2 separate regions of the Sus scrofa genome follow, and region 1 is linked to region 2. Evidence: chromatin contacts called from public Hi-C data. All regions are on one chromosome and are shown on one strand. The core of a region is the stretch at or near the end of the contact, and the rest is flanking DNA. Distances in the headings are between cores, read along the strand shown. Region 1 holds the start of PPP2R1B (serine/threonine-protein phosphatase 2A 65 kDa regulatory subunit A beta isoform). Region 2 holds the start of LOC110255430.

Evidence for each region. A called contact is a pair of places that touch in the nucleus more often than the background predicts.
Region 1: a Hi-C map of embryonic fibroblasts shows a contact between it and region 2, with 11 times the contacts expected there. The contact joins the promoter of PPP2R1B here to the promoter of LOC110255430 in region 2. A contact is called at or near these places in 4 of 47 Hi-C or Micro-C datasets (embryonic fibroblasts, retroperitoneal adipose tissue and subcutaneous adipose tissue).

The regions. Positions count from the first base shown.
Region 1 is chr9:39,516,218-39,518,917 of Sscrofa11.1, reverse strand. PPP2R1B (serine/threonine-protein phosphatase 2A 65 kDa regulatory subunit A beta isoform) reads left to right here and starts at 1,413. Exons shown (of 17, transcript XM_005667316.3): 1 at 1,413-1,580; 2 at 2,419-2,509. The coding sequence starts at 1,467.
Region 2 is chr9:39,220,969-39,223,668 of Sscrofa11.1, reverse strand. LOC110255430 reads right to left here and starts at 1,298. Exons shown (of 19, transcript XM_021062764.1): 1 at 769-1,298; 2 at 45-170. The coding sequence starts at 960. It overlaps LOC110255557, which reads right to left. Exons shown (of 7, transcript XM_021063947.1): 7 at 1,608-2,052. The coding sequence ends at 1,870.

The DNA of each region.
Region 1 (2,700 bases), core at 164-2,663, 300 kb before region 2:
ACAGTCCTATGATGTGACTTGGTTTTCATTTTGTGCATGAAAACACCATTTTCATTTTAAGTCTGCTTCTGTTCTTTTCTCCTGGTCTCAGAACAATAAAAGCATTACTGAAACACACATGCAAATGTAGTTACTGAAATCACGTGGCAACACTGGGTTGTAAAGTAGTTATCCAAAGAATCCAGACCAGTTATGCGAATCTAAAAATAATTATCAAAATGAAAACAAAATTAAAACCCTAGAAAATACATCCCCAAACCTAATTTGATAATTATTGTTCCGATATCTGTTCGTTCCCAAACTTTCACTACCATCAAAAGCCTGTCTACTGTGTTTCCTTCCACCAACCCCATATTTAAAAAAAAAGGTCTCCTCAATTACATTTATTGATAATTTTAGTTTTTTAATTAAACACATAGAAATACCATTTCAGCTTATGATCACCATAGGTAGCTAGACTCTAAGCTGCTTAAATTATTGTCCAAAACAAAAAAAGACAGGAACATTCTAGTTATTCCATGCTGCCAGAACAAGGGTAAATGGAAACTTCCCGCTGTTTTGTAAGAACTCCCATATCCTCACCTCCTCCCACTGCTGCCTTTGAGGACTCTTGGAGTTCTAGAGAGGTCAATTTAGCCTCTCTTGTTCAAGCAAAGTAGCCAGTCCACCCAATATGGAAGGATTAAAGCTTGTCCTAGTTTTGCTTGATTGTTGTACTTCTAGCATGCTAAAGACCTAAAAAATGGGAGGAAGAAAATACAACAGAAGGCACCATTCCAGTACCAAACTGAAAAGAAACACAAAAACAAGAGAGCAGCATGTTTTCAACAGCTTGCATGGAGAAAGTGGAAAAAATATTGACTGGGGAGTTTGGATAGCACTGTTCATTTTCTCTCACCGCCCGCGTTATTTGTCTTACGGAGCAGGAGCCAGATACAATTCTGGCTCACAGGCCAAAGGAAGAGGTGGAGGGGTTTTGTGGAAGCTTGAGGATAGTGGGGAAATTAGGGCTGGAGACTCAAGTGGCTCGGGGCCAGGATGAAGTCAGGGGAGGCGCCAAATATTTCTTCCTCCTGGATTTGGGCATCCTCTTTGGTCCGCCTTAGTCCCAAGAGGGCACAGCACAGATCACGTTGGTAGGTCCCTGACGCCTTCAGACCACTGCGAGCAGGATGAATCCCTGCCCCTGTTTCTTTCGACTGCGGAAAGGACACGGGGGCCCCTTTCGCTTTCTCAGCCCACCTATCTTCTGGAATTCAGGCATACGGCTCCAGCCACGGGGGCCAGGATGGAGCCTCCACCAGCCCAGGTGGAACTCAGTTGCCCCACCTGGGCGGAGCTGGAGCTCGGGCCTTAGCCCCGCCTCTCCGGGCGCAGGGCGGGGCCTGGTTGCGGGGCGGGCCCTTGTCGCGGGGCGGGGCTTGGGCGCGAAGCGGGCGGCGGCGACCAGCCGGAGGAGAAAGAACATGGCGGGCGCGGCGGCCCCCGGGACCGGCCCGGTGGCCGCGGGTGGAGATGGAGACGATTCACTATACCCGATCGCTGTTTTAATCGACGAGCTCCGCAATGAGGACGTGCAGGTACTCGAGTCGGGCCGGGGAGCGGACGTGGGCCCGGCCGGGCGCGGGGTAGGGAAGGGGTAAGGCAGGCCCTGTGGTTGGGGAGGCCCGGGATTGAAAGCTGGGACTCGGCGCAGAAACTTGACGGGGAGGAGGAGAAAGATCCCTGAGGGGCTCTTGTGGCTCGACCCGACGGGCTGGGAATCTCTCCAGCACCTTTTCCCGACCCGCCGAGGCGTCGGCCCGGCGTCGCACCCGGTTGGGAGCGGTTGTGGGAGGACCGGCTTCTCGCCGGGGCGCCCCTTCCGGGCCGGGCGCTGGGAACGCCGCATCCAGCCCCGGGGCCGGCTGGCCCTGTAGCCGAGCGAGTGGGAGGAGGGAGGCGCGGGGTGCGAGGGGCCTCAGCGGGCTGCAGGGATGCCAAGGCGTCCTGATAAGTGCAGCTGAATGTATGACTTTCTTGGGGCTTGCTGGAAACCGGCTGGGCGTGTAGGGTAGAGATTAGGTGGGATCGCTAACTAACTAAAGGAGGCGATGTGTCAACTCAGGTGGAACTTTTCTTTGAAAAGGCAGGGGTTGTACTCAACCGTTTCACCTGCTTCATTACTGCCGAAGTTCTTTGTAAAATCGTCTCACTTTTCTGGATATTGTGTTTTCTTTTATTCTTTAATGGGCCTCACAGAGTGTTTCTTCTGAGAAGTTGTCCTTTGCCTAATGAAGGCTTGTTCCACTGTTTTGAGGTTCTTAGAATAAAAACCTAAATTGAAGTCTTCATTCTCACCTGTATGTCATAACTCACCTGTTTGCAATTATTGTCTTTTGCTCAATATCACACCTGCTTCTCCTTTCTTTTTTAAAGCTCCGTCTCAACAGTATTAAGAAATTATCAACAATTGCTCTAGCACTTGGAGTAGAAAGAACGCGAACTGAACTGCTGCCATTCCTTACAGGTATGTGACTCTTTGAAGAAAGGCATGGGCATTTCTATTTTCTAGTGGCTTTCAAAACTTTCACTTTTTTTTTTTGTCTTTTGTCTTTTTAGGGATGCACCCGTGGCACATGGAGGTTCCCAGACTAGGGGTCTATTCGGAGCTGTAGCTGCCAGCCTATACCACAGCAATGCCAGATCCCAGCCACATCT
Region 2 (2,700 bases), core at 49-2,548:
TATGTGGCCCCAGGGACCAGATGGAAAGCGCGAACACAGCCAACCTGTCGCCGCTCCCCCTGGGGGCTCTCCAGAAGCTGGCCGTTGGAGGCTGGGATGCGACGCTCAGCTCCCCACAGCTGCTGGAGGGCCTGGGCTTGGTTCGCAAGTTTGAGGCAGAGGACTTTGAGCTGCAAGAGGGCGTCCAGCCTCATTCGCGGCAGTGGTTGCAGCGCCCCCTGCTGCCAGTTTGTGGAGGGACCCCAGAGGACCAAGTGCCCTCACACTAGGACTAGTCCCAGAGGGCAGGACCCAGCTTGCATCGTCCTACTGGGGAACCTCCGATCCAGCTTAGAAACTTGGATTTCAGGTGTGCTCTTTTTGCTCCCAAGAGCTACTGCATTTGGGAGCTCTTTTTGCTCCCAAATGCACCTACTGGCCTGCATTTGCTCACCCAGATGGGTCACCGGATCAGGAGCGGGGGTTGGGGGGCAAGGAGACGGGGGAAGGGAGGAGGGGAGAAGAAGGGGGGTAGGGGGGGAAGGGGGGGTCTTAGATGCCTGAGGCGGCTTGGATAGATTCCCACCAGTGATCTGAGTCCCTAGGTCTCAAAAAAATCGGTCCTAAATTTAATCTGAAATCTTCTATCTCCCGTCCTAAAAGATATATTTTTTTTCTGGTTCATTATGGATACACTGAGGGTTTCTTTAAGCCCTAAGTCCCCTCACCAACTTTCCCCGAGGCAAATTCGCTTCTGGCCCTTCTGGCTTCCCCAGCTTCTCCACTCACCTCCTCCTTGGTCTGGCCGAGTTTGGTTGTCACCGACAGAGACTGCTTGAGCAGAATCCCAAAGAAGGTTTCTGTGTCAAAGCCCTCCAGGTCCACCTGCTCATCAGCCTCCCAGCTCCCCCCTGTGGGGGGTGGGGAAGCAGGGTTACCCCCCTGAAATGCAAATACGAGTTTCCCTACGGTTCCCCACATATCATCCTCCTCAGGTCCTCACAGTCTGGCTACTGAAAGTGTGGGCTTTGGAAGAGCAGCATTGGCTTTGCCAAAGAACTTGCTAGAAATGCAAAATTCCAGGTCCCACCTATTGTGGCAGAAGATTCCCCAGGTAGTTCACAATCACCTTGAAGGCTGAGAAGAACAAACTGCCACTCTCTGAGGCCCACACTTTAGGTAGCAAGGGTAGAAGGTGAAACCCTTCAGGGTGACACATAAGGCCTCCTCTGGAAGAACCGGTCGTTTCCTAACTTTTTTACAGCCACACTTGAAGCATATGGAAATTCCTGGACCAGGGATTGAGTTTGAGCTGCAGCTGTGACCTATGCCACAGCTGCAGCAACGCTGGACCCTTTAACTCACTGTGCAGGGCTGAGGATTGAAGCTACACCTCCACAGCAACCTGAGCTGCTGCCGTCGGATTCTTTTTGTGTGTGTGTGTCTTTTTAGGGCTGCACCTGCGGCATGGAGGTTCCCAGGCCAAGGGTTGAATCAGAGCTGCAGCTGACGGCCTATACCACAGCTCACAGCAACACCAAATCCTTGACCACTGAGCGAGGCCAGGGATTGAAGCTGGGTCCTCATGGATGCTAGTCAGATTGGTTTCTGCTGAGCCAGGACAGGAACTCTATGCTGCCGTTAAATTCTTAACCCACTGTGTTACAACAGGAAAGTTTGTATTTAGATGTCTCTGTCTTATTCTATGCTGTGTGCTCCTAGAATCTGGCCATGTCTGGCACACAGTGGCTACTCAATCAACATTTACTGAGTGAATGAATGAGTGAGTGAAGAGAAGTGGAATAATAATTCATCTAAGAGGATGAGCAAGGAAGCTTGAGCTGGCCAGTTGGATTTGGGGGCACCTCTGAGATTCCAGCCCAAAGCCCGTCACTCACCATGACCTCCCTTAACCCTGAGGGTGTCTGAGTCTTGGTGTGGTCGGCCTCTCCTAATGGATGTTATCTGAGTGCTTGGGGAGGCGTAGGCGTCTAGGTTGTAGCCCTGCTGATGCTTCCTGAAGGTGGGTTGGGGAGCCGCCTTCCGGGCCCAGCTCAGGCTGTGACACTGAATCTGCAAGGTGCGTCGTGAGCAATGTGAAGGAAAGGGGAGACTGATGGAGAAACACCCTTTCTGAAGACTCTGAGAGGAGGACGCGCCCTGCTCCTAGCTGGGTTAGGGAGCGCCTCATCGTCTCTTGTTTGGACCATTCTCACAGCCTCTCTGGAGCTTTCACCTTTCCAATCCATCTCTGTCTTCCACCTTATTGCTAGAGTAAACATAAACATCTTACCAAGTTTTCTCCCTTGCTCAAAATTCTCTCTCTCTCTCTCTCTTTTTTAAGGTCCGCACCCAGGGCATATGGAGTTCCCAGGCGAGGGGTCGAATCGGAGCTGCAGCTGCTGGCTACATCACAGCCACAGCAATGTGGGACCTGAGCTGCCTCTGCGACCTACACCACAGCTCACAGCAATGCCGGATTCTCGACCCACTGGTGAGGCCAGTGCTCCAACTGGTTAGATTCATTTCTGCTGCACTACAACAGGAACTCCTCTTTTGCTCAAAATTCTTAATTGATTCCTGCTGCCCAGAGGATCAAGTCCAAACTGCTTTGCAGGGCCGGTGAGACCATCCACAATTTGGTCTCGCTCCCAGTTCATCCAAAGCTGCAGTCACAGGGACCACGACTGGTTCCCTGAGCAGATGAACACTGATTCATGC